6 separate regions of the Sus scrofa genome follow, and all the other regions are linked to region 1. The links are chromatin contacts, called in public HiChIP or PLAC-seq maps. All regions are on one chromosome and are shown on one strand. Each heading gives the region's core, a stretch centred on a gene start, on an enhancer-like site or on the middle of the called end of the contact. The rest is flanking DNA. Distances are from core to core; before and after follow the strand shown.

What was found. HiChIP or PLAC-seq counts read pairs in DNA pulled down with a chosen protein or histone mark.
Region 2: a contact with region 1 is called in an H3K27ac HiChIP or PLAC-seq map of alveolar macrophages. The contact joins the enhancer-like site here to the promoter of NR3C1 in region 1. A contact is called at or near these places in 7 of 47 Hi-C or Micro-C datasets (fetal heart ventricle, heart right ventricle, liver and 3 more) and 2 of 2 datasets of contacts at active chromatin or transcription factors (alveolar macrophages and skeletal muscle).
Region 3: a contact with region 1 is called in an H3K27ac HiChIP or PLAC-seq map of skeletal muscle. The contact joins the enhancer-like site here to the promoter of NR3C1 in region 1. A contact is called at or near these places in 7 of 47 Hi-C or Micro-C datasets (fetal heart ventricle, fetal skeletal muscle, heart right ventricle and 4 more) and 2 of 2 datasets of contacts at active chromatin or transcription factors (alveolar macrophages and skeletal muscle).
Region 4: a contact with region 1 is called in an H3K27ac HiChIP or PLAC-seq map of alveolar macrophages. The contact joins the enhancer-like site here to the promoter of NR3C1 in region 1. A contact is called at or near these places in 1 of 5 promoter capture datasets (liver), 6 of 47 Hi-C or Micro-C datasets (embryonic fibroblasts, fetal heart ventricle, fetal skeletal muscle and 2 more) and 2 of 2 datasets of contacts at active chromatin or transcription factors (alveolar macrophages and skeletal muscle).
Region 5: an H3K27ac HiChIP or PLAC-seq map of skeletal muscle shows a contact between it and region 1, with 5 times the contacts expected there. The contact joins the enhancer-like site here to the promoter of NR3C1 in region 1. A contact is called at or near these places in 1 of 5 promoter capture datasets (liver), 7 of 47 Hi-C or Micro-C datasets (embryonic fibroblasts, fetal heart ventricle, fetal skeletal muscle and 3 more) and 2 of 2 datasets of contacts at active chromatin or transcription factors (alveolar macrophages and skeletal muscle).
Region 6: a contact with region 1 is called in an H3K27ac HiChIP or PLAC-seq map of skeletal muscle, with 10 times the contacts expected there. The contact joins the enhancer-like site here to the promoter of NR3C1 in region 1. A contact is called at or near these places in 15 of 47 Hi-C or Micro-C datasets (adipocytes, alveolar macrophages, brain and 10 more) and 2 of 2 datasets of contacts at active chromatin or transcription factors (alveolar macrophages and skeletal muscle).

What each region holds. Positions count from the first base shown.
Region 1 is chr2:144,927,898-144,931,236 of Sscrofa11.1, reverse strand. It overlaps NR3C1 (nuclear receptor subfamily 3 group C member 1), which reads left to right and starts at 1,540. Exons shown (of 10, transcript NM_001008481.1): 1 at 1,540-1,909.
Region 2 is chr2:144,555,244-144,558,520 of Sscrofa11.1, reverse strand. The region is part of intron 11 of ARHGAP26 (rho GTPase-activating protein 26); the gene reads right to left. Among named protein-coding and RNA genes, the nearest start is that of ARHGAP26, 260 kb to the right of the region's middle. Within about 2 kb of position 1,265, at least 28 of the 83 cell types and tissues checked have an H3K27ac peak or open chromatin away from gene starts, as enhancers often do. A contact at or near this core is called in alveolar macrophages, liver, mesenteric adipose tissue and 2 more, where this site is marked.
Region 3 is chr2:144,618,177-144,621,285 of Sscrofa11.1, reverse strand. All of the region lies in intron 17 of ARHGAP26 (rho GTPase-activating protein 26), which reads right to left. Among named protein-coding and RNA genes, the nearest start is that of NR3C1, 310 kb to the left of the region's middle. Within about 2 kb of position 1,710, at least 27 of the 83 cell types and tissues checked have an H3K27ac peak or open chromatin away from gene starts, as enhancers often do. A contact at or near this core is called in fetal skeletal muscle, liver, mesenteric adipose tissue and 3 more, where this site is marked.
Region 4 is chr2:145,349,721-145,353,014 of Sscrofa11.1, reverse strand. No RefSeq gene overlaps it. Among named protein-coding and RNA genes, the nearest start is that of YIPF5, 320 kb to the left of the region's middle. Within about 2 kb of position 1,339, at least 2 of the 83 cell types and tissues checked have an H3K27ac peak or open chromatin away from gene starts, as enhancers often do. A contact at or near this core is called in alveolar macrophages, where this site is marked.
Region 5 is chr2:145,214,421-145,217,322 of Sscrofa11.1, reverse strand. No RefSeq gene overlaps it. Among named protein-coding and RNA genes, the nearest start is that of NR3C1, 290 kb to the right of the region's middle. Within about 2 kb of position 1,427, at least 11 of the 83 cell types and tissues checked have an H3K27ac peak or open chromatin away from gene starts, as enhancers often do. A contact at or near this core is called in fetal skeletal muscle and skeletal muscle, where this site is marked.
Region 6 is chr2:144,494,645-144,497,719 of Sscrofa11.1, reverse strand. All of the region lies in intron 10 of ARHGAP26 (rho GTPase-activating protein 26), which reads right to left. Among named protein-coding and RNA genes, the nearest start is that of ARHGAP26, 190 kb to the right of the region's middle. Within about 2 kb of position 1,334, at least 33 of the 83 cell types and tissues checked have an H3K27ac peak or open chromatin away from gene starts, as enhancers often do. A contact at or near this core is called in alveolar macrophages, brain, liver and 4 more, where this site is marked.

The DNA.
Region 1 (3,339 bases), core at 291-2,790:
CCTCTGGACGCGGCGGGCCGGGGAAGGGGGCTGGGGAGGGGGCCTCCCGCGCGGACACCCCTCACCGCACGCCCCTCTCTTTGGGGAAGGGCCACGTGTTTCCTTCGAGCCGAGGAGGAGGCGCCTAACGGGCACAGCTGGAAGGAGTTTAATGCTGACATTTTAAAGCTGCGTGTGTTCTGTTTTATTTGGAGGGGCAGGGGTCCCACGAACACGAAAGGGTGGGCGACGCTTTGAGGAGAGTGCAGCAAATGTCAAGATTCGGGGGCGAGGGGCCTCCACGGGAAACTTGGATGCGGGCCCTGGAGGGGGTGGAAAGAGAGGTCAGGAGTTGCGGGGTTGGCGGGGGGAGGAGGGTGTACTTTGCAAGCAACTTACTGTTTCGCCTGCAACTTGATTTGGGGCCTGCCACCTCCTGCTTTCCTTTAAAAAATAATTAAAAAGTGCAAAGAAATCTAGTTCGCCGGAGGTTTTGCATTTGGCGTGCAACTTCCTTCAAGTGTGAGCGCGCTAGGAGGGAGGGAGGGCGGGCTGGGGGTTGAACTTGGCAGGCGGCGCCTTCTTCTGCCGCCGCCGCCGCCTCGCAGACTCGGGGAAGAGGGTGGGGGACGGTCGGGGCGCGGGGGAGGGTGGGTTCTGCTTTGCAACTTCTCTCCGGGTGCGAACGAGCGGCGGCGGCTGCAGAGTGGGCCGCCCAGACGATGCGGGGGAGGGGGACCCTCCGGCACGCGACTCTCCCCGGGCCCAGAGTACGTATGCGCGGACCCCCTCCGCTCCCCGAAGCCTCCCCAGAGGGCGTGTCTGGCCTTCCAGTCCCGCAAGCGGCCGACGCGCTGCGGCACTGTTTCCGTGCAACCCCGCAGCCCCGTGTGAAGTGACACGCTTCGCACAGTTCGGCCCGGGGGCCACGGCGCGGACCACCCCCGCGGCTGTGCTGCGGGCCGCGCCCTGGCTCCCGCAGCCAGCCCGCTGTCACCCGCTGGGACGCCGGCGGCGGTGGCCGCCGAGGGACAGGGCGAACCCCGGAGTGGGTCCGGAGTCGCAGAGCTGGGCGGGGGCGGGAAGGAGCGGCGAAGAGAAACTAGAGAAACTCGGTTCCCTCCGGAGCCCGTCCCAGAAAGACCAGGTCGGCCGCCGCCGCCTCTTTTTTCCTGGGGCGGGGGGGGGGGTCGGGGGACGGGGATCGGCCCCGCGCGGCCGGAGGGCTGCCTGGGTGGGGGCCGTGCCTGGGGCCGCCGGCGTGCAGGCGCCGTCGCGGCCGGGGCGGCGGGGCGGGCGCGGAGGGCGTGGGGGCGGGGGCCACGGCCGCCCCTGCAGTTGCCGAGCGTCGCCAACAGGTTGCATCGTTCGCCGCCGCCGCCGCGCGGCCCCTCGGGCGGGGAGCGGCCGGGGGTGGAGTGGGAGCGCGTGTGTGTGCGAGTGTGTACGCGCCGTGGCGCCGCCTCCGCCCGCCCCCAGCTCGGTCCCGCTTGCTCGCCGCGGCCGGGCGGCCCTTTCGCGTGTCCGCGCTGCCTCCCCTCCTCCTCCTCCTCCTCCTCCATTTTGCGAGCTCGAGTCTGTGACGGGAGCCCGAGTCACCGCCCGCCCGTCGGGGACGGGTTCTCGTGGGTGGAAGGAGCCGCCGCGGCTGGAGCGGCTGGAGCGGCGGGGCGCCGGCAGCGAGGACGCGCGCCCGGGAGCCCCGGCCGGCGGAGCGGGGCGGGGGGCCGGCTTGTCAGCGGGGAAATGGGGGACTTTCTTCGCTAGGGGCCCTCCCCTCCCCCCATGGAGAAGGGGGCGGCTGTTTACTTCCTTTTTTTTTAAGAAAAAAAAAATCGCTCCCGCTCCTCCTGCTTTCACACGCTAAGTTGTTTATCTCGGCTGCGGTGGGAGCCGCGGACGGCGGCGGTGAGCGGCGCCGCGGGCAGAGGTAAGGGGAGGGGAGCGGCAGGCAGGACGGGCCGGGGCCGGGGCTGGGGCCGCGAGGGCGCTCGCCCCCCGAGGTGCGGGGCTGGGGCTCGGGGGCCGGCTCCCGGGCCGCCGCCGGAGCCTGCAAACTTTTATTAGCCGCGGGGAGTGGGGGTGGGGGCCAGCGAGGGCCCGGTGGTGGTGACGAAAGGGCAGCGGGCGGGTGACAGCGCTGGCCTCTTCCTCTCCCTGGGCCGCGGTCCCCGGGCCGGGCCGAGGGGGAGGAACCCGAGCTCGCAGCGAGTGGAGCCTCGTCGAGCCGCCCGGGTTTCCAGCCTCGGCTTCCCTGGCCAGGCGTCCTTGCCTCTGTGTGTTGGCCCCCACGTCCCTTTGCTTTTCGCTCCCAGGAGGGCCTCCCGGACATCCCCTTTGCGGGTGAACGCTGAGCCGCATCTGGATCCTACTCGCCCGAGTCTTTGCACTCCACCGAGAGCGCCCGAGCGCGAGCAGGGTCTGTGCCGAGGTGCCAGTGCGTCTCCCTGCTGGCGGGCGCTCAGGGTGTGTGTGTCTGTGTGTGTGCGCGCGTGGACACATGCGGGGGGCTGACAGCCTGCCCCTCGGAGACTTGGGCCGGGCTGGCGTTGTCTGGTGGAAGTGGGCGTGTCGGGGGAAGAACTCAACAGGTCTGCACACATTTCTCTTTGAACCCCGCACTTGCTTTCGCCCCCTCCTCCGAAGGTTTGTTCTTTGGCGCTCGGCATCCCTTCGCGTCTGACGTTTGGAAGCGGCCCCCTTTAGGAAAAGACCCTCCCCAGCCATACTCGCTGCGTGGTGCGGTTTGTGACACGCGCTGGTTTGTCGCTGGGAGATTGCAGACGTGGTAATTGCAGCCCTGTAATGCCACTTAAGACCCCTGGCCATGGTTCGTTAAGGCCGATTACTGGGACAGGGTTATTTGCAATGTAAACGGGGGTATTAGGTCCTTTGAGGGTTCGTTTCGTTTTATGGAGTATTGTTTTGGTTTCGAGTTTGAAGGCAGCTGTCAAAGCGGCCTGGAAATTCATTAGGCTCCAGTTGATTCGTGGTGTTTAGAGATCGTTATCAGGTAAAGGCGGCGGAGGGCGGGGAGATCAGCAATTCACCTTAAAGGTTTGTAGTGGCAAGTCCCCCACCTCGGTCTGCCCTGATCACTTTCCCGGAGGGCCAGTCAAGTTTGTGCTTCTTAAAGCCTCCGTTCAGGAAAAGATTTCCTTTCCTTGGATGGGATTTGACTGTAGTGTCGCAAACGTGCGTATCAAAGCCTTCGCCCGCCTCTTCCAACGTCTTGGTTGTTGAGGCTGCTCACAACCTAACTCTCCTGAGGATAGGCTCAGAATTAGGAGAAGTGAAGGTCTGGAATGCAGAGAAAATTATTCTGAGTATTTTTATTAGGTGTTACTTTACTGGGATTTA
Region 2 (3,277 bases), core at 16-2,515, 370 kb after region 1:
AAAGCAGAGGCTGGAAGAAAGCGCATTCACGTCACCCCTGAGTGTGCCCTTCCTTCTACCCCACATACCCACCCGGGGCCAAGATCCACCTGCTCTAGCACTGCCGTGGATCTGGAACCTGCCCCTCTCACCCATGTCCCTTCCTACTGCCCAAGGTCAGGGTCTGCCCTCTCATTTGACCTTGACACTGGCCTTCTCCCCGCTCTTGCTGGATCCTGTCTCTGCTCTCACCCATCAGACATTTTGCTCCTGCCCGATGCATGTGTCCCCAAACCCCAGCTCCGGCTGGAGAAGAGAAGCCTTCAGGACACCGCAATGTCGGTCTTCAAAGACTCAAAGGGCTGCCACGTGGACGTGGACGAAGGGGGAGACCTGCTAGTCTGCAGGAGATCAAAGCCAGGGTGGAGTCCCAGGAAGGCAGAGTTGAGCTGGATAAAAAGAACCGCCAGCTAAGAGCTCCCCAGAGGCCGCTAAGGCAGAGACTGTCCTTCCCGCACACAGAACAAAGTCCTGTTTCGTCCAGAAAAGGGCCCAGGGCATCCGGGGGTGACACATTCAGCTTCATTTGAGGCTTCATTGTTGGGAGCCTGTCCTCTCACCTGTACCAGAGCTGGACAGATTCCAAACAAAGGGAAAGGGGCTTGGCTGAGGCAAGGGTGCCAGACGGAGGGTGCTGCGGGCCCTGGGCGCCTGGGGTATGGCCTTTGCCACTGGGCGCCTTCAGTAGGTTCCGGCACATTCCTGTTTGCTTAGGGGAGAGCAGTGCTCAGGGATAGTACTTGGTGGGAGTCCCAGGAGGTTTCAAAAGCGCTTCAGCATGTCTGAAAGCTCTCCAAGATGTCATTTCCTCTCCTTACCCCCCCGTCCCCGAGTTCCCACCTTACTTAATGGCTGCAACCTCCCTCAGACCCCCTCTCTGCTCTGCAGCCTACTTTATAGAATTTAATACTTCAGGATAGAGCTTTTCATTCTCCATGATCTCTAATTTCCACGTCAATCCCCGACGGCCGGTTCCGCGTCTCGCTTCCGCGGGGCTCCACCGGCCTCTTACACCTGCTGGGTACACACTCAGTCTGAGGAGGCGCTCCTGACTGAGGGACAGGGGGCTTCAGACCCAGGATGCCCTGCTTCTGTCCGAGCGTTCCTCCGTGGGTCAGAATCGGGTCATAATGACCCCGACGAGCAGCTCATTCTTACAGCGACACTTCCCACTTGGAGTGTTGCTGGCACTCACTGCCCTGCCGTGAGCCATCTCGAATGAAGCGGAAAGAATATTCGGGAAAAGGTGAAACAGCTCCTCCTGGAGCGTGGACAGGGTCGGTTCCCCAGACACCCAGCAAGCAGGTAGGCTGATTACTTGAACGTGTCCCCAGGCCTGGTGAATTAAGCCCAAGCACGGCGATGGCACAGTTAAAACCACTCTCTGTTGTGGCTACTCCCTGCCCCCACAGGACTTTGATTTGCCTGTTACCTAAACACTGTTGCCATAGTTATAATTCAGGAAGCTTTGTTGTTTGACTTCAAGAAAAAAAAAGTTGACCTCAAATCAGGGTAACACTGACTCTCAAGGCCACAATAGACCATCCGAGGGTGAGACCTGCCAAATTCCTTTAAGCTTCTAGAAGGAACTACTGTATTTTGGGTAACATGCAAGCAACAAGAAGAGGAAACTCTGCCACATTATGCAACTTCCTTGCATTTCATATTCAGAAATTCTGAAAACCCCTAGAAGCAACTTCCCTAGCTTTCAACCCGAGATCAGAGTCACAGCCAAGGTCAACAGAAACGGGACGCCAAAGAGGGGAATTAAAAAAAAAAAAATCTAAGTAATGTTCAAGTCCATCAAGTGTTTCAGGAAAATTTAAAGGCAATGGAAAGGACCACAAGCTCTCCCGATGTCACACGCACAGCAGTGACACAGAGGGCGTGTGCGCCGACGTGCCTGTAAGATGTGCCAGCTCATAATGCGAGGACTCTCCTGGCTGTAACACTTCCCGGCTTCAAGCTGATGTAACGTTCAAAAGGGTGTGAACCCACTAGCCCATCCGCGCAGGGTTTCCTTGGGGGAGCGGAGAGACTCCCTCCCCAGCGCTCAGACAGAAAAACGGCCATCTTCAACAGAGGAGGTCTTTCTGGGCTCCCACCCCTGCCCCCTCCACCCTCTTCCCCCCGCCCCCCCCACCTCCATGTCTTTGGAAAAAGTGACACAGCTCCATCAGCAGAAGAAGGAGCCTTGTTCTTCTGTGCTTTGGAAAACTGCAAATGAGCAATTCTTGGGTCCACTGTACGTGATGCTGAGGTAGAAGCACGTGAGGTCCTGCTGCCAGAGCAGGGCCCTGCCCGAGGGGAAGGGCAGCCAGAGAGTGAGTCACTGCACAAAAACCACCCCCTCAACGTCCAGCGCCTCCGTCCCATCCTCCGGAAGACTTCAGTGGCATTTACGCTGCTCTCATCAAGGCCCACAATGCCCCTTTGGGAGGCAAGAGGCAAGTTTATCCGACACAGGCACAGGTGACTTTTTCCTGTCTCACACGACGACGAGGTCAGAGTATGCATTTCTAGATGGACGTCTCAAAGCGGGACTCCCTGGAATGCTCGCTCTATCCTAAATCTAGGAATGAGCCTGATGCCGACCCATGCACAGGCAGCAAGGGGCCAGGGAAATATTCACTCTTGGATGTCCTCACCCCAAGCTGTTGCAACGGGATCCCCTGCTCTCTGACACAAGGGAACTCTGTATTTCCCGACAGTCTCCAAGGAACAGAAGGGGGTCTGCCAAGCAGGAGGGCAGATGCCAGCACTCTTTCGTTCGACAGAGCTTCGAAGTTCTCAGGTGGAGCCCCTCCTCGTCTCCACGCAGCGTGAAAGCCAGGAGGTTTATCAAGGCCCCACAGGATTTCCTGCACAGTGATGGGGGTCGAGGGTAAGCCTGGGGCCTTGGAAAAGGAACATTTGGTCTTTGGCTCCCCGGGGATCATGCATTCGTCTTCAGGAAGCTATACCCCGCCTCCCTCTCAGGGTCCTCACCGCTCCATCACAGGCAGTGCGTGGTCCACTTCCAACTCCTGGGGAGACGGGCAGACCGACTGGGGACTGGGATCAGGCCAGCCACAACGACAGTGACACCCTCTCCACCCAGCATTCACGTTGAAAAAACTGCCTCTTTCCTTTTTTCCCTCCTTCCCTCCTTCCTTTTTTCTTCTTAAGGCCACACCTGTAGCATAGGCAAGTCCCAGCACCAGGGGTCGAGGTGCAGCCGCAGGCCTACCCCACAGTC
Region 3 (3,109 bases), core at 461-2,960, 310 kb after region 1:
CAAAGAGAAAAGACTGGTGCAAGGAAGAGCTGGTTTTTAAAAAGATAAACGGATCAGAAACACCTTTAGGCACACTCACTCACCAAGAGAAAAGGAGGGAGGGCTGGAAATCTGGAATGAATGAATGAATGACAGAAAGAAAGGAGGAAGGGAAAGGAATTCGGCTCTGCTAAGGGTTGACAAAGAAGGAGCGAAGTCCTGTGCAGACCCTGAAATCCACGGGGGGGGGGGGGGGGGCAGCCGCCCAGAAAGGAGGAGTGTTCTCGCCTTTGCTCCGCCCTGCATTCGAAAGGGAACTCCAGGGTGACCCCAGGGGTTCAGAAGAGGAAGTCTCAGAGGTGTATCAAAACCCAGGAAGGTCACTGAAAAAATTAACCTAAACAGAAGGGGAACAACTCACAACAAACACGAGACCGAGACCCGTATCAAAGGAACGCTGAGCCTGCGGAGTGTTAACAGCTTGACGCCCAGCAGTTCCCCTTTCAGAATGGGCACTTCTGACGATGTGAAAGACGCAGTTCCTAGAATTCAGGACTTTCGTTGATTTTTTTTAAAAGCAAAAAAAAAAAATTTAGGCTGATGGTGTGTCCCTTCCTTATCCTAACCCTGAACGCTGGCAGGCAGGCCACCGAAGAGAGAGGGTCCTGGTTCAACCAGCTGGGGAAGGTCCGGCAGGTAGGCTGAGGAAGGGCTGAGCTCTGAATTCTTCAGCATTTCCATTAGTTTAAAGTGCTCACTTGCCTGTTCGCTTGAAAATACGGGCTGGTCCTCTTTGCAGTGTCCCTTTAAATAGATTTTCCTCTGGCGCTGCCAAAAATAGCTCGAGGAGGTCCTTTGAGACTCCCATTCTTGTGCTCAAAAAATACACTCTCCTCCCAGCCCCAGACATATACACAGCCTGGGAAGCAGCATGCATCCCTCACTTCTTCCAGGGACCTCCAAACTATCAAAAATCATAAATCGTTCAGGAGAAAAACGGAACTGATCAGAGGAATAATTTTCCCAGGCCGTTCCTCCTTTGTTCGTTATGGGGTCGCCAAGTATCAAGTCTCTCATTTAGGCTCGGCAGGCAGGTAGGCCAAGGGCTGAATGGCCAAATGCCCACCTGCAGCCACGGAGGTAGTGGGCAGCAAAGAACGGGGCCAGGCACAAGAGGGCCGGTTAGGAACGAGGCAGCCCGAGGAAGCTCTGCCCAGGGGGACAGGGTGTGGCCTTTACTCGGTTCCAGCCAACTGTCCGCAAGGAGATCTGATTTTTTTTCTTCCCCAGTAAAACGACCCCTGTTAAAAACATTAGAAAGCTGCCCCAATTTTAAAAACAGCAACGTGTGGGACAGCAATACCAAAGAGGACACACGTGTGGGATGCTCTGGCCAGAGGCCCTGGTTTGCGACGTCTGGGTAAGAAGCAAAGACAAAGGAAGACAGACCCCGGGAGCTCACGACCTCGTCAAACTGAGAGTGTACACGCCCTGGAAACTGTCCCACAAGGTGGAAGGTGACCCGCGTTAAACGAGAGGGAGCGCAAAGGCTACGGGGAGCTGAGGAAAGCGAGAAGGCACTGGAGGCAGAAGGGATTCTTGCAGAGGCAGTGGCGTCTGAGCTGAGGCTCCCGAATGAGAAGGCTTTTGGCAGCAGAAGCTGGGGAGGGACCATTCCAGGCAGGGGAGGAAAAAAAAAAAAGACGGAGCAGGGAAGAGGATGGTTGAGAGCTGGTCACGAGACTCTTCCTGTTTCTCCCCAACAAACGCTCCTGGGTGCTGTGCGCCCCGCCGTGGGGACGCAGCAGGATTGCGAGGGTGACAGGCGTGGCTGCGGGGTCCGAAAGGGCCCAGGGCCAGACCGGGTCTTGGGGGCCACATCCAGAGTTTTATCTTCAGAGCCATGGGCAAGCTGCCTTTGAAGTTTTTTTTTGGCGGGGGAATCACATGTTGAGATGTGCAGCGTTCCAAGTTCCCCGGCTACGAAGCATGCGTTCTGCGGCCTGGACGGGCGCCAGAGCTCCACCAGCGAGAGCAGGCTGGGGGACAGGCCTTCGCCAGCAGTCCCCGAAAGAAAGAAGAGGATGACGGCTTGGACTAGGGGGAGAAAGTGGCCATGGGGAGGCGTGGGTGGACCCCAGAGACAGTGAGGGGTTAGCATCACCAGAACTCAGCAGCCCAGGGGAGGCACCAGGGAGGCAGAAGCCAAGTGGGACTGGCGAATGTGGTCGGTGCGGCTCTGCGGGGCTCAGGCCACACCGCCAGGGGCCCCGCCGCCAAGCAAGGCTGTGCCGGCAGCAGTGGGTGTCTAGCGGTTACTAGAGAGAAGAAAGGTTCAGAAGCCAGGGTGTATGGCCGAGGGAGGGCTGCCAGCGAAGCTCACAGGAGCGTTCCATCTCAGAACGCCTGCATCGCCAAAGCACTGTTTTCTCTCAAATGTGCTTTGTAAAATTCCACAGCTATTTTGTTTGGCCCAGTCCTGATGGCGAGGAGATCACTGGTGCTTCTCCCGTGTTTGATGGCTCTTCAGTAAGCTAATCTTATCTCCCAGATGTGGCATGGAAGAAGGGGGAGCAGCAGAGTGCCTCTAAGATCTATGTGAAGGCCAAGGATCCTCTTTGATCTGGGCCCCTTTTCTCGAGAATGCCCAGGAATGCTGGTTAACACCAGGGCCCCGCCTCCTGGGCGGCCAGGCCTGGGACGCCTTGCTTCCCAGCCACGGGCATCTGTGCATGAACCAGGTCCCCTCTGCTTCTAGACCATTAAGGAGATGCGAATACATCCCTCTTGCCTCGCAGGGCTGCCTGGAGGCACCCAAACTCCCGTCCCAGGAAGAAGACGCCAAGCCACTAGATGCTCAAGCCTCGATAACACGTGCCAATGGAGTCTCCGTGTTTCCATGAGGTCTCGCATGTACACCCAGCATCTGCCCCACACTATTCCTTCCTGACCCCCGAAATCTACCGAGTTCGGGCCTTTCTGGCAAGTCACAACGTGCGACGTCATCCGCATAAACATCGGGCCATTGCAGTAATGAAAAGAACAACAGGGAATCAGCAAGCGATAAGGGGGCTGAAATTGATGCTACCCTCTTCATTTCTCTCGCTCACGCTCCACCTCCCAAACCTTG
Region 4 (3,294 bases), core at 90-2,589, 420 kb before region 1:
GCAACTACAGTCTCTTTCCCTATTCAATTATTTTTCTTGGATATGATTCCAGAATGCCTAGTTACAGGGAGAAACCACCACCAAATTAACATAATATCAAGTTTGTATTAATGTACTGGGATGGCATTTAGTGCTGTAAAATCTTGTTACTGTGACTTACAGTGAGGCATAGGAGAAGGAACACGTATTCACTAGCTATTGTAAATGACATGGAGGCAGAAATGTAATTTGTATAAATATATAAAATTTGCTCTATGCATGTATAAACATGCACACAAGGCTTGCTCTGGGGGAAATGAGACCCCTTCTATGTGCTCATTCACTCAGACAACCAACATAAGAGCACAGTCTGATTAAGATGATTCTGTGCAGTTGGACATGGCAAGGGAGCAGCTGCAAGTTGTAGAAATTTAGCAAGTTGCTCAAGATCTAAAGTGCAGTTTTTCCCACAACAAGCACCTTTCTGAGCATCTATTATGTACCAGACATTGAGAATATAGCAGTGGGAAGACAAGAGCTCTGCTTTCCTGGAAGTTATTCTTCATAGAGGATATTCATTAAGGAAAGAAAGAAGAAATTATGAATAGTGATTCCTGCTATGAAGGAATAGGGAAACATGATCAAGAATAATGAGAGAAGGAGGATCCTGGGGAAAGAGGGTACTTCAGGGAGGGGGCTGGTGATTGTAGGAAAGCAGTGTAGTCATCCAAGCCAAAGAACTCCTGCATAGTGCTGCTTAGTACAGATGAGGTGGGAAACAGGGAACAGCTATGGGAGATGGGAAAGTGAAGAGTCTGACTTGCTATTGAGTAGAAAGCATGAAGGAAAGGGAAGAAACAAGGTGGGCTCCCGGGTCTTCTGTGGTCTTTTAGGGTAATTTCACCTGAGGCAATGCTGAAGCCTTCCTGTAGGAAATTCTCTCTTATGGCAAGAACCCCGACTTTTCCTTACAGAAGGAAAGCAGTCTGGCAGGTGAACCATCACACAGAACTTAAGAGGCCAATGTCACAGCTGAGTAGTGTGATCTTAGGCTGATTACTCCCCCTCTCAAAGCCTTGGAACCATGTCACCTGAGCTCCAAAGACCTTATAATGCTTGAAGATACTGAGTTTTTCACTGGTATAGATTGCACATCCCCATAATGCATAAGAGGAACTGAGCCAAATAGAATAGTTGGTGCAGTGCATCCCTCATCACCAGCCCGTAATCCTCGAGGCAATTCCCTATGGGTGCTCATTCTGTGGTTTGTCCCTGTACCTTTCGGTCAGCACAGCCCTGGGAAAGTCCAGTGCAGAGATGGGGCAGCCCAAAAGGCCACCACCAGAGGGCAGCATGCAGCTGTGCACACCCAGATTGGCCTCTGGGGTCATCAGCCCCGCCCCTCCCCTCCACCAGAGCTGGCAGACCAAACTGGTCCTGCGGAAGACTGGTGCTGGGGCAGAATCCTTGCTGCTGAAGCAAACCAGGAAAGGAAGTGTTCCTTTGGGGCAAGGTTCCAAGAAGAGCATGAGAGTATAATTGATGCAGATAATGACAAACCCTAAATGCAATAGCTCACATGGTCTAAACAACAGAGTAAAAATTCTTTTTATCTTTTGCTACCATGCATGGACAACTGTGCACATGGCACTGATAAATGGTTATACACATTCTCTCATTTAAGCTTTGTATCAACCCTATGAGCTATGTCCTCCTTTTTGTCCTTATGTTGCTGATATGGAAGCTTCTGTCAAACAGCATTGACAGAAGTGGTTCTGTGTAACTACAAAAATGTTTAACTACCACCCCACCCCACTCCTCAAGGCTGATATGCATCCACTTAGTATTATTACAGCCCTAGGCTGAGTGCTCTGGGAATAGAAATGAAGTATTATATAGAATTTTGCTCTTGCCTTTGAAGAACATGCACTTTCAAGGTAGAGAGAATAAATTCAGGACCTAAAAACAATACGAGCAATTGTATATAAATCCTGAGGTTGAATAGCTCAGTAAAATTATGTCTTCATAACTCTCAAATGGTTTTCACTCACATCACCCAACTTCTGAAAGCACAGTCACCTTCAAATGTGAAAGGACAAATGAGAGATTGAAGTACAGTCACAACCCTAACCCTTCAATCACTCATTTATCCTCCAAATATGCAACAAGTATCTCTGATTATGATTGATCCTAGATATCACACTGAGACATACCTGGTCCTTGCCCTTGAGTATAATCTAGTTGGGGTGGTAAAAAAAAAAAAAAAAAAGATAGCAAATAAACCAACAAATAATGTGGGATTGCAGTTATAGGTACCATGAATAGTGACAAGTGGTAAACTATTATCTCTGGTGACCTCAGCTCTCGGTCCACCAGTTTCTTGACCTTGGCTCTTAGGATATCCTTTTCCACTCTGGTTACCTGGAAGCCTTGCCTCAAAGCGGTCTTCTCTGCTGTGATCTTGAAGTTTCCAGTCCTTCTGAATTGTGGCCTCTTGTGTATGTTCCTCTCACACACCCTTGGATCCTAGTCGGCCTTTGCTATGCTCTCAGGCTCCCTCCCTGTTTCTGACTTCTCTTGTCCAACCTGGACTCCAGGGAAGGTCAATTTAGTGGTGGTCTTGTTCCTGCTCCAAAATCTCCCTGACCTTCCTCAGAGTCTTTCTCCATCTGAGCCCATGTGTCTTCTGCTCTCTAGGCAGAGTAGGGAAGCTGCTGGCCCTGTAGGCATTCCACGATAAGAGTGAAGGGTAGTTGAGATGAATTTTGTAGGTGGAATTCCTTCATTCATGCCTGCATACCTGTCTGCATGCCCTTCTTTATTCCACAGCTGTCTACTGATCCCTTGCTCTTAACATTGAAGTTGGCATGGAGACACTGCAGAGCAGCCTATGATCAGGAAGGAGCACTCAGGTGGCCTGAAGCATCATGGGAGAGACCAGGTGTCTTGGTGTAAGATGAGGCCAGGGAGGTGGGATTCCCTACCCTGCAGAACCTCAAGGTCATGTTAACACTGTGACCTTGGAGAGAAAGAAACAAAGGAGAGATATTGGGCAGAAGTGTGACATGATTTGATTTGCAGTCTCCTAAAAACCACACTGCTATGTGGGAAGCTGATGAGAAAGGGCCAGGTTGGAGATGGAAAGAAGGGTTAAAATCTAGTGCAGTAACCTGCATGAGAGGTGACGCTTCCGTGGATAAATGCTCTCCTAGTTGAATTAAGTTTCTGTAAACCTCTGGAGCCCCTGGACTGTGCGATGCCTCACAAGTGCCTCAAGGCTCTGGCTCCAACCTCCCTCCCCTAATTTATCTCACA
Region 5 (2,902 bases), core at 178-2,677, 290 kb before region 1:
TGCAACCATCACAATGCAGCCTGATAGAGTTGTGTTCACTGGTGACTCAAAAACTTCTTGGTGCATTGCTGTCTGCAGTGTGATTTTCCCGCCGCATACACCCCGCAACTTCCCAGTGATGAAAACCTCTTGGTAACATTCCAAAGAAATCAAAATACGATCTCCTTCTTTTATTTTTACAGTAGTTGCATTCCTAGAAAATTCAGGCTGCATTAAGACTGTATAAAAACAATTCGTGATTATGTCTCAAAGAATTGGTTTTAGGCTCCAGGATGTCTGTCAGGACAATTCTTGGTTGTATAAGACTGTCTAATCTAGCCTCCCTAGGCCCCACTGACTAAATGCCAACCACATTACCTCAATCATTGGGACTAGCAAAAATCCTCCCACAAATTTCCAAAACGTTTCTGGGGAAGTGGTATCTACCTCCTTGAAAAGCACTGCTTTCGTCAGCCCACGGAGTTCCCAAAAAGTTATGTGTCAATTTGATTCTCATACCTGGATCTGAATTTTCACATGTTAAGTGTTCATAAAACAAGGTGCATTTTTTTTAAAAAAAGACAGGTTTCTGCAGCATGCACAAAGGTGGCCCTGATTCACTGTAAGTAATGTTCTCGAATCCTCCTAGGTGGTGACCTAAGACACTAGCCCGGATGTCTCTCAAGTGAGAAGGCAAAGTTAACGTACGTGTGTGTGGAAGCTGGTAAACAAAGAGCAGGTGGACCACAAGTATGATACAGATGCACTGGCACAGGTACAGGCATCTGTATATTCAGCTGACTCGAGGGCTAGGCAAATGCCCTTGGCTGTCTCGAAGGTCCATGGGGTCGGTTCAGGAAAAAGGTAAGCCCAGGGCGAGGAGGATGTCAGCAGTTGCTAGGAGACTAACAGTCTGTGAAGGAAACAAAGGAAGTGAGTCAGGGGAGAGTGTGAATGTAGGGTTAAGGATAGCAGTGATGTCGCGGTCAGCCCAGGTGAAGGTGACCACGGCTCTGAGAACTACGTGGTGGATGTTGCTTCTTGAGTTACAGCTTCTTGCATCTCGATCTTGAACTGGAGGGAGCACCTAGTGCACGGCACAGAAGGATGTTTTCATCCCCGTCCTCACGTGGGAGCAGCGCACGGGGATATGAGCTTCCTTTCTCCATGCTTCCCAAGACACCTTGCGCTATCTTTACATTTCAGGAAAGCCAACCCCCCTCAGCTGTGTGAGGCAGACATCTGTTGACCATATTCCATGGATCAGAGTTGTGTCTGTTTTTCTCTCCCTTTGGGAGAAGGAATGGTGGGCGTGACTCCACGCAGAAATTCTGGCAAGCCAATAAAGACCACCGTCCAAGTTCCCTCAAGCTAACCATGCATGGCTCAGTCTTAGTGTAGTTTGCATGCCTGCCTCAGATTCCTGTCTTTAAGAAGGCTCTGAAAATCAGGCCCAGACAGACTCCAATGCCTATTCATCTGAAGTTCACCAGGCAGTGTGCCTGGTGTCATTTGAGCAAGCCGTTTCGCAGCCAGCTTTTTTTTTTTTTTTTTAATGACATGATTGCCCAGGCTTTCAAATCCCATTATGAAACTTTTCATCCTTTACTCAGGGCTTTTTTTTTTTTTTTTAATCTGCCATTTTAGTTTGACGGAAAGAGATGTTGAGCAGAAATAATAGCAAAATTGCTCTTTGGGACCAGATGATATCATGAGTCATGCCACATTTGGGGATCTGTAGTTGCCACATTTTTCCCTCTCCTGAAATTCTTAATGACTGACAGTGGTTGGTTATCAGGGAAGATAGGAAGAAGGCTGGACTAATCCCAGGGCAGCTTGGAGGTTCATTAGAAGGGAGGGAGGAGAGGCCCACCAGCCCTGGCCTGGGGCCACAGAAAACAAGGAGACCCCTAGCTGTGTCCTGCCAGGCATTCAGAGCCCTGCATGGAGGCAGCCTGATTGTTATTGGAAACAGTTACTGGCCAACGGCAGTGTTGTGCCTGCTGCTTCACTACGGTGACACACAACCTCAGGGCTGCAACACGATCCTCTCCATGTCGAGGGGGATGCAGAGTGCCTCCTACATACCCTAAGTCAAATCAGGGCTCCACAACTGGCTCTAAGAGAAGCAGTTACATATTCTTGTGAACATTCTCCTAGGTGTTTTCAGCTGCCAGGGAGTTCTCTCACATCAGCCTATCTAGAGAAAGCTGCAGGTGATGTTACAGCGTGGTTCTCACGTCTTCTCACCTGGTCTCACACATGGGGTCTGCTGGGAAAAGTGGATGCAGGATTCCTGGGGCACTTATCTTCACAGCTATGACCTAGCATCTCGCCCGGCACCTGGCTGTGGAGTAGGAATGAATACATAAGGAAGGCAAGCCAAGGTGGAACGGGTGTGAGGCATTCCTCCCTCCGCCCCGTCCTTCTCTCCCTGCCTCCCCCGTCCCACTCCACACCACTCCTGTTTCTCCAAAAAGTGAGGTCAACATCAGTATAACATCTAGTCATGAAATGGACAGTGCTAAGTAACTAAAAGAAACAGTGTCCATGTTAGTTATGAGTTTTGAGCCAGAAGGGCGTCAGGAAGACCTGCATTTTGGTCTTATCCTTCACCACCTGCTATTGGGCAACCTTGAACAAATTGTTAAAAATCTCTTAGCCTAATTGCTCCTCTAGCAAGTACAGATAGTAATAGTCCCACCTTATCCGTTTGTTATAAGAATTAGAGATAATTCATGTCAAGTGCTTGCACTGTGCTTGGGACTTTAGTGTTCAAGAAGTGTTAGCTGCTTTTATTATTTTCCCATAGGCTACTCATCACAACTGTGTGAGTATCAGCTCAGCGAGGTGACTGCTGCTAGGTCTGTGCCGCTCTGAGGAAAATTGCCGTCTCATCCATCTTGGGAGCAACTGGAATTAT
Region 6 (3,075 bases), core at 85-2,584, 430 kb after region 1:
AAGCAAAAAAAAAAAAAAAAAAAAAAAAGAAAGAAAGAAAAAAGAAAGAATTTTCCAGAATCGGGCTTCTAATTATCTAGAAAGGATCAATCCTAATGAATGAATGAATGATAACGTATTATAACTATAGCCACTGATCTGGGAGGAAAGCACGCCAAATAGTTAGGACCAGAGCAATGATAAGAGTCTGGAGAGTAATAATGCCAATCGCATCAGATAATTTCCTCCATTTTTAAAGGAGAATGAAGTTATGAAAGATTGGAAGCCAGACAAGCACATTTTTGGCACATTGAGATGGTCTTGCATGAGACACGCTGACGGAGAGCCTGTTCTGGGCCACAGGCAGCGGGGACACAGGCGTAGCAGGTTTCAACACTGCACCAGAAGAAAGCATTCTTCATTGCTGAGATGAGACCCACTCAGAGGGAATGCAAACACTTGTTATCGCTGAGAACAAACTACGAGAAAAGATTCCAATTCAAGAAATCTTCTAGGTCGTTTCTCAATTTTTTTGTTACTCTTGCATCTCATGATGAACAGACATGCACAATAAGTGGCATTTACGGGCTGAACTGTCTCCTTTCTTCAGACTTATGTAATAGCCACATTGTGGTTTAGATTTAAAAAAAAAAACATTTTATATTTAGACGCTGCCAAATAAACTGGTATATGTAATCAATAAAACTCCAACTTTAACTGTGCAGACTAAAGACTGGAAACAGGCATAAGACAGAGGAAGAACTAATAGAACTAACACAAATAGGATTGTCTTATTTTACACCACAATCCATTAACCCACACATCCCACGCTGACTCAGACCAGATTCCAACAGCAAATACTCTCATTTAACTTTTTTAAAAAGGAAAAAAAAAAAAAAAAAAGAAACTCGGTCATTTAAAAATTGCACCAACTCTAAAGATTCTAAGAACTTCTTAACTCGCTGATTTGACAGAACAGCCAAGAAGCAGTTCAGAACGTCGGGTACCCCCCACCCCCACCGCAGCCACAAAATGAGAGCAGGAAAACACCCTCCGAGGAAGGAAAGAGCCATTTCCTCTCCGAAATGTCAATGGCTCTGAGACCGGCAACTCCAACCAACCAGCAGGAAGGCAACATCAAATATTATTTCAGACCAGGGGTGAGAAGGGGAGGGGAGGGGAAGCTTGAAACCAGGAAAAATGGATTCATCTGCTGCAAAAGATAAAGGCAGACGGCACCCCGAGGGAAAAGCAGGATGGCCTGGTTCTCAGCCCCACTCACTCGCCTGTCCTCGTCACCACCCTTAAATAAGCTGTCCCTGCAGCACAGGGCCTGACACTTGAGTGCCGAGAGCACGGGGAAACGCGCTGCTTAAACACAGGCCAGAAGGACTGAGCACGCCTGCCTCTGCAGGAAAGTGGGTATGAAATGATCCGTTCTACGAGGGTGGGAGGAAGGAATTTAGAGAGAAAGAATGAGTCATTTAGGATACCTTTCCTTTAAGGAGCAATAGCCGCCTGATTTCTTCAACACACACACACACGCATTACACACACGCACTGACAATGTACAAAGACAGCTGCTTTTCAACTGGACCGCCTAACAGTTACGAACACACATACACAACTGCCATCTAGAGGTTGAGCCCTGAACCAAAGTCTGTTACGTAAGAGGAGCGTTTTTGGAAAACACACGCCGACTTACGCTCACACCATCTCACAGACACACAGACAAGGGAGCACACGCCCCACATGTTAAACTGGAAGAGTGTTATTTTAACTTCACACTCGTATGAAGAGACATAAATTGGAAGGAGGGGCTTAAACCTTTTATCGCATACAGGAAATACAGATAAATAACACGTTAGGGGATACGCGGTGTGAAAATGGGTTCTTCCCCTAGCAGCCCCTTTGCACACAGACATTTAAGCACCTGCGCTCGCTCTCAGCTTAGGGACGACTCAGAAAATCAGGACACTCTAGGAGAGAGGTATGCCATCAAAATGCAACAAAGGGCCTCCAGGAAATACCCTCCAAAGCTGAGGTCCACCGTGAGAACAGTGAAGTCTCAGGTTTTAAGGCAGAGAGGACAACTTCAAAGGACAATCTCTTCCGACAGAGAACGCCATCAGGGAGGAATATGATAGCATATTCCATCTTCAAAAGAGTCCTGCAAGGTAGGCATGACTAGCCCCACCTTATAGATGTGGTTAAACTGCCTGCCCAGACGCACACAGCCAGCAATAGGCAGAGTCCAAGTGCAAACTTAAGCTGCTTCCATCTGTCACCTGCATCCTGCAGCCTTTCATAAAACATACTCAAAATAAGGGTGGTGACGCCTTAGAGGGTTGCGGTGGGTTTTTCAGCTCTTCCATCAATCTTTCCAGCCTCCAATATTCTTACCTTACCCAGCTTCCCATTTTCCTAGAGGTTTTTTTTTTTTTGTCCTACCCATACACAAATGCAGACTGTGTGTGTACCTGCCGATGTTTTAGTTTAAATAACAACTAACACGATTAAGCTCCTGTAGTCTCTCACAGAGTAATTCACCCAAGTCCCAAGGGAAAGAGCAAAATAATCTAACTCAAAAATTGCATTACCATAAACAAACAAAATTGAACAACCACATGCACACAGCACTGTAGTAAAAGCTGTATAAAATGATATTTTTCTCCCTCTGGGAGCAAATTACCTAAGACAGATATTCAGAATTGAACAGACTCATATAAAACATACCTAATTAAACAACCAGCCAACCATCACGAAGAAAAGCTCATACCCTGCGCAAACACACAGCACATGGTGGGAAGACGACAAGGACAGAACTGACAGAGGGTGCGACATGCCAGGCTGGGACTGGTCTGGAGGAAAGCTGTCTCTACCTATTCACGGAAAGCTTGCAAAAGGAGGACTCTGGATACGGTTTGCAGGAAAAAGCAGAGGATGACTTTGGAGAAGGAAAGGCTACGAGATTCGCTGCGCTTCACTACACTTGTGTCTTCTGTGTCAGTAAAGCCCAGAGCAGGTGGCTACGGTTAATAACGGAGGAAGGGAGGGGAGGCGAGAGGGATGAAAATGCACGCATTGCCGTCACGC